2 separate regions of the Mus musculus genome follow, and region 2 is linked to region 1. A link is a contact called in public HiChIP or PLAC-seq data. All regions are on one chromosome and are shown on one strand. The core of a region is the stretch at or near the end of the contact, and the rest is flanking DNA. Distances in the headings are between cores, read along the strand shown.

Region 1 (3,282 bases), core at 260-2,759:
GGGCTAGTGCGTTAGGCTGATGTTGCTTCCAGTGTGCCACCCGCCTTGGATTGTGGTGAAACTGATTCCCCTTAGACAGGAGCTGTGCTTATGATGTCCCAGCATAGCTTCCTCAATTCCAGATTTCTCTTTATAGAAGTTATTCTCAATCCACTGGCCACATGCCTGGCCCACTCATATGCTCCAGTAAATCAAGTCAAACTAGGAAATTACAGTGGAAGCAGTAACTCTTTCTGGAAGGCTTAGAGAAAGAACAATGCTAGGTCTCATCACTGTTAAGCAGTGAGAACTTTAAAATACCAGCAGCAATTGCCATGATAGACTCACTAGGAGATAAATATGTACTGCGTTGGAAGTAGGCATTGGTAATTAATGTAGTGACAATGATACACACTGAGTTCAGAACACTTAATAAAGTACTGTAGCAGAGATCTAGGAATTGGCCATGACAATAGGAAAGAACAGTGGCAAAGAAGGAATCGGTAGCAAACAGTTTGGGCCCAAAAGGCTACTGGGGGACTGGCCTATGGCTTCTGAGTTCACAGGGAGCTTTTGAAAGTTGGCTGAATAATGCAAGGCCTCACTGTCTAGCTGATCCTCAGAATATTCTTCTCCCTTATTCTAAGTAACCATAACCCTATCATAGAATATAGATTTACATGACCTCTGTAAGTCCCTACAGCTCAGGACAGAGGCCTATGGTCTCTGGATGTGAATGCATGATGGTCAAGAATGACAGTTAACAAGGCATAGTGACAGTCTCATTTCTCCTGGAGGTGAGGGAATGGAGAGGCTCATTCTTCCAGCTTGGGATCAATATTAGCACAATTTGGGTACAAGCAACCATCCCCTATCTTGGAGAAGCTAGTTCAGAGAAAGTTCATGTTATCACTCTCCACTCTCTTTGTCTTTTTTCTTGGTTGAGACATTTTTTCCTAAGTGAGTATCATCTTGGAGAAGGGCTCTTTGGGCCCTTGCAGTTCCTCTATAAATGGTCTACAGAGACAAGCACTGGCACTCAGTACTGGGGACTTTCATGGAATAGAGCAGGGAAGAAGATGGAGTACATCATGTTCATTTCCTCATCAATGTTCATAATTCCAAAATCAGGAGGTACTGAGAACCATGAGGAACGCTCACCAGTAAGGGGAGGCATAGAGCTCGTGAAAACCATGACACTACCTCTGTTTTAGAAACTCGGTGGTGTCAGACCATCTTCCTGTCCTTTGAACCCAGAGAGCACCACTTTTGCTCAATCTCTTTGAACTGGATTTCCTCCCAACAGACTGTGCATAACTTGGGGATGAGTCTAGTCAAGTGCTTGGGATGTCTGTCGGGCATTAGTGAGTGAGTAGCAAGACTGAGTTGAAAGTAGACTGTGTTAACTGGTCAGAGATTTAGGAATCTGGTGGAGCCCTTATCCTAAGGAAAACAAAGCTCTTCCTTTAGCCTCATAAGAAATAGTTGTTGGTTCTGATAGGAGGTCTGAGACAAAGACAGCTGTGCCTGAAGCAAAGCAAGAGCCCAGCCCTTCAGACCCGCAGAAGCTGCTCAGTTTCTGTTTAGCAGTGTGGGTTCTCCCAAAACAATGGTGTCACTCAATGTTCTGACCCCTTCCTTCTCTGCTGAGTGGGGGTGATCCTTAAAAACTGGCCTCCTGGGAGAGGTCTAAAAAGAAACTGGTCAATGAAGTAGGTACTTATAGATTCTGTGTTGGCATTCTATCAGGAGAAAAATCTTTGTGAGGGAAATAGGTTTGTTGCCATCTGTCAGGCCCAAATAAATGTTATTCAACCTCTTCTCTTGGCCATTTCAGCATTTCATCAGTAAAGCCGTTGTGGCTGTTGCAGGAGTGTTTATCTGGGGAATGAACCTTTACAGTTCCTTTAGGCAACAGAAGGAAACAGAAGGCAAAGAACCCATTGATCAAGAAGGGGGTGTGTGATCAGAGGTGAGGTGGGAAAGATGAGGGGGTTTTGCCCAAGACAGCTAATCATGTGCTATGGTTTTCTCTCTTATTAATTGAGGGAATCAGGGAAGGGTATTCAACCACCCACATTTTATTTTCCTCTGTAAAATAAAGCTGTGGTGTATTCCATTAGGTACTAAGGTTAATCTGAAGACAAGAGTTTGTGTCCACTAAATAAAATAGGCACTCACTTAGCAAACCAAAAGGAAGCAAAATCCCAGTCAGCATGAATGAGATATAAGTGGGGACACTTTGCCCACACACTCTGCAGAGGACAACATGGGCATGAGGTATGATGTTTGTGGGGGTGAGCAAGGGTTTAATGCCACTTAGTAGGTACAAAGTGAGGTGGATGCTCAACTTTAATCTCCTGAAGCCCAGGACTTAAAACACTCATATGAAGTTGCAATCCATCATTTCTGGATGGATGCTAGGCTGACAGGGATGGGTTCTTATCTGCTGAAAAGACCCTGGATTGTGGATTGGTAACAATTGTTATTGTAGGAAGATTAAGGAGAGAATAACCATAAGAAGCAAGACTAAGGGAAATGGAGGAAGTTTGATGGCTGTTGCTCTAGTTCAAGTGCTAGAAGTGCCACCCTCTGCATCTCACAGGCTATGCTCAGGCCAAGGTCAATCCTCAAGGCTAGGCTACACTTGGAATTGGCAATCCCAGTTCTGGGAAGAAAGCTGCACCTGGTGCATGCTGGAGATCAGAATGCATTCTCATCAGGAAGAAAGGAATCTTAAGTAAACACATAATACCTGACCTCGGTCATAGTCAACCCTAGTGGCCCATCTCCATGCATCCTAAAACCCTTCAAAATCTGATCTAATGGTATAAGCTATCTGTTCAGTTTCTGTTTAGCAAAGTCTTTGCATATACTTCTGCTTGGAAACACCATCTTTTTACGGATGCCCACTCCACTGTACACTTCTCTTGTGCTCTGTTTCCTGTGGTATGATAGGGTTTGCGTGCAACTCTTACCCCTTCTATTAAATGCCTTATAATATGTTTTACGTGTTGATTCCTTATGATTCTAGCTCTGTGCTTGGTATGGAAAATACTCCTAGTGGTCAATTGGCTGAATTTTCAATGGGAATATTGTTTTGGCAGGGAAGTTCTTTGAGGTAAAATAGATTAATTGTCTGACAAGCAGCCCTTGGAAGGAAGGTCAGAGTATTGCAGACACACTCATATATAAATATATTTATCAGTATATTTTCCCTCCAAATCAACACCAGTGTGTTCTACACTCAGTATACATGTTCTCTGCATTTCAACTCATGGACAGACCATTATACCATAAAAA
Region 2 (3,621 bases), core at 185-2,684, 200 kb before region 1:
TTCTAGACTCTGGGTACATAAAATTGGTGAAAATTATGCTATTTTCTCTAAATTCCTACTTGACTGGGGTAAGGTAAGGTGATATTTCAGAAATTATGATACACAGAGGATAGTGTGATTTTCTTCACAAAAATCCACATTTCTGATTTCCCCCAGGCAGATGAAAGGTGGGTGGTCTCAGACTCAGGGCTCAGAGATTTCCAGGACAAGACCTGACCAAGAAGCTGTAATATCTGATGTTGCCAGCAGGGGGCGAGGGAGATACACCACCTGTAAATGAAGCACTAACCTAGCTGCTGGTGTTTTGTTTTGTTTTTGTGGGTTTTTGTTTGTTTTGCTTTTTGTGTTTTTGTCTGTTTTGCTTTGTTTTGTTTTGTTTTTCAGGGTAATAGAACAGCTGGGAGGCTTCTCCTGTACCCATAAGCCCTGATGATGGGTGCTACCCGAAGAAGCAGAAAAGAGCTTGAGACCCAAACTTTGAGAGGGGCTGCCCCAGACCTCTTGAGGTCTCTCTCACTCTCCTGGTGGATGAGACAAAATAAAACACAGATTGCCTGATTACTCTTGCATTTCAGTGTAGCATTTAAGTGTTTGAGCTAAACATTACATGACTATATCTGTTTTGTTTCATTTATTTGAGATCAGCTCAGTATTAGCCGAGGATGACCCTGACCCTCTGGTCTGCACCTCCAGTACTCTGGTGTTTGCCACCATATCATAGGGATAAGACATTTTTAAAGCTCTTATTCACTGATTTAAATATTCAAATTTAATTAGGTGTCTAATAGTTTAATTTGTTGCATCAGCACCACCCACCTTCCTTAGTGCCCAAGAGTATTCTAGGCTAGTGCAGACCCAAAACAAATTGCTCCCACTTCCTGCTAGACCTTGTTCCCCAATCCCTGGGTAGAAGCTGTCATATTGAGTCTAAACCATTCACTTCAGAAAACGGTTCAGGAACTACAGATGGCACCGTTCCTCCCAACCACCAGCCTAATGTCCATTAAGAGCAGTCCCTGAAGCGTTTTTCTTTTCCCTGCCTTCCTTGACTTTCTCCATAGCACCAGCCTATGCTTCACCGTCATGGACCAGAGATTTCAGTTCCCGTGGGACATCGCAGTGAGGGCAGAGACCCAGCAGTGCCACACGTGCCTCCTGAGGTCACCAGGACTAGAGTCTGTTCTTCTTTATTCTCTCCTTTAACAACCCTGAAGAGAGCAGGGTCAGCCAAATGTTGCCCTAGTGGACCAGTTTGTCCGGGCTCTGGGATGGGCCTGAGGGGCCGATTGTGTGGCGGGACACCTGGCATCCACCACCCAGGCGACAGCCTCAGTGGTGGCCATGCTTTCCTGTGCAGCCACCACAGTGTGTGGAATGCTGATAAGGGAACAATGTAGCAGAGGAAAAGTGGCAGCACTTGGACAATGAGCAGCGGGCGGCAGCAGGGGCTCTCCCAGGCTGTGGCTCAAGGACTGAGTCCCAGAATCAGAGCCGACTACCCTGTGTGGGACAATGAGCTGAGCGGCTGGCGGCGGGGCGGGCGGCGGCGGCGGGGGCGGTGGGGGGCTCTCCCAGGCTGTCGCTCAAGAATCAACAGAGACTACTCTCTGGGTATTGTAAGCTCTATTCCCCAGGGGAGCTGCTCCATCCAGGAGCTTCCCCTGCCAGTCAGCCTACAAGCCTCTTTTCTTTTCACCGTGGAGCAGACAGAGCTACGAATCCAAGAAGGGCTCTTGCAACCGTCCCATGCTGGATGGCAAGAGCTTCCAGGAGAGCCCAGAGCAAGCTTCTCCAGTTCTTTCCCGTGTTCCCCAGTAGTTAGGGCATGAACTGAAGACAAGAATCAGCACAGAGCGTTCAGTTATAACTTTGAACATAAATGGGCTAAATTCCCAACCAAAAGACACAGACTAGGGCCACTGAGATAGCTCAGTAGGTAAAAGCACTTGTGCCAGCTTGACTACCTGCATTCAAAAGACAGTGGTGGAAGGAATTGACCAACTCCTGAGTATTCTTCTCTGGATTCCAGACCCAGGCATTGTCACATGCATGAACACACACATATGCACATGCACAGAATTATTTTAAAAATATAAGCAAGTAAGATGGATTTGAGAAACAAAAACCATATATTTGGTTTTGTTTGTTTGTTTGTTTGTTTGTTTTGTGAGACAGGGTTTCTCTGTGTAGCCCTGGCTGTCCTGGAACTCACTCTGTAGACCAGGCTAGCCTCAAACTCAGAAATTCGCCTGCCTCTGCCTCCCGAGTGCTGGGATTAAAGGTGTGCACCACCTCGCCCAGCCCCAACCATATATTTGTTATCTTCAAAAAACATATGACACCATCAAAGTCAAATTCAGCCATAAAAAAGGCTTTTCACCCCACTCTGGAAGTTAGACTGAAACAAATAAGATCTTAGGTAGGCCTGATAGTCACTTAGACAGGCTAGCCCTTGGGGGCTTTAGGGAAACCACACACCCTGAGACTTGTGCCCAATAAGACACCAAGCTGCCTCATGGTTAAATGATGCACACATATCACCCCATTTGTTTCCCGGAGGTTTAGCTACCTTGCAGCCAAGACATACTTTTTATAACAGGAGAACTGTCGTTGGCAGTGCACAGAACACAAGGGTGGTGGATATAAAATCACTCCCTGTGGGATACAGCCACTGTAGACCCAGTCCCTGGTGCAGGAGAAGCCTTGTATGTCTGCTGTCCCTTCCTGGTCACAGCTCAGAGCATGGTTTACGACCTGCCTGGCCCTTCATTGGTGAGCCTGCCTTCTGTGGATCAGGGCTTAGAGCAGTTTGCAAAAGGTGAACAGCATTCTAATGAAGAAGTAAAAGTAAAGAAGAGAGTGACGGAAGCAGCAAAGGAAGGCACAACGGAGCCAGGGATGTTGTGTGCTGAGGTTCTGTGTGCACCGTGAGGTCTGGTGCCCAGGACCCATACCAAGAGGAAAGCACCAGCTGCCACAGGGTCTGAGGCTGCAGCTGGAGGGTCTCAGTGTCCACAGCCAGCAGTTCCAGGCCTGGCTTTCACTGCAAAACCAGAGTATAGATAGAGGCCTGTCAGCAGATGCCAAGAAGGACCACTGAACCTGGTTCAAGGACACAGCCTTGTGTATCTGGGCCTCAGGAAGGACAGGTTTTAGCGTGTTAGAGAGATGGGAGGTTTGTGCCCCTACAACTCTCAGCCTACCCTGATTCTGTTGGCTCCTGGTGAGGTGCCAGGGAGCAAGGAGTGGGAAGTGTTCCTCTGGGGACATATAGGAGGTCTCAGTGTGTGGCCTTAGTTCCCTGTGCTTCTATGCCATGCTATGAAGTATGGTGGAATGCTACCCTCTTGTAGGAGACAAGCAAGATGTCAGAAGGCCACTTTCTTCCCTCTATCCTGATAGTCTCCTAGGAGATCAAGGTCTGTCTTACTTAACATAGAGTATTCTGGGTCACAAGCAGGCTACTCGACTATCACTAGGCTCTTCCAGTTCCTCAGTCTGTGTTGTAGCTGAAAGCCATTTGGACTAAGAAGGGCATTAGCCGGACCTTTGCTGGCAAGAATCAAGGAGTGGCGGCTCTTGAGGTCTGCAGCCCTTCGTCCCTAGCCCATTCAGCTCTCG

Evidence for each region. HiChIP or PLAC-seq counts read pairs in DNA pulled down with a chosen protein or histone mark.
Region 2: a contact with region 1 is called in an H3K27ac HiChIP or PLAC-seq map of extraembryonic endoderm stem cells. The contact joins two enhancer-like sites. A contact is called at or near these places in 13 of 39 promoter capture datasets (3T3-L1-derived adipocytes, the C10 cell line, the HPC-7 cell line and 9 more), 2 of 484 Hi-C or Micro-C datasets (bone marrow-derived macrophages and nephron progenitors), 11 of 115 datasets of contacts at active chromatin or transcription factors (the 230-238 cell line, bone marrow-derived macrophages, embryonic basal ganglia and 8 more) and 3 of 9 other capture datasets (adipose tissue, embryonic stem cells and liver).

What each region holds. Positions count from the first base shown.
Region 1 is chr14:63,842,783-63,846,064 of GRCm38.p6, reverse strand. It overlaps a transcript of Xkr6 not described here. Among named protein-coding and RNA genes, the nearest start is that of Pinx1, 16 kb to the left of the region's middle. Within about 2 kb of position 1,509, at least 1 of the 459 cell types and tissues checked has an H3K27ac peak or open chromatin away from gene starts, as enhancers often do. A contact at or near this core is called in extraembryonic endoderm stem cells, where this site is marked.
Region 2 is chr14:64,044,249-64,047,869 of GRCm38.p6, reverse strand. No RefSeq gene overlaps it. Among named protein-coding and RNA genes, the nearest start is that of Prss55, 39 kb to the left of the region's middle. Within about 2 kb of position 1,434, at least 26 of the 459 cell types and tissues checked have an H3K27ac peak or open chromatin away from gene starts, as enhancers often do. A contact at or near this core is called in extraembryonic endoderm stem cells, where this site is marked.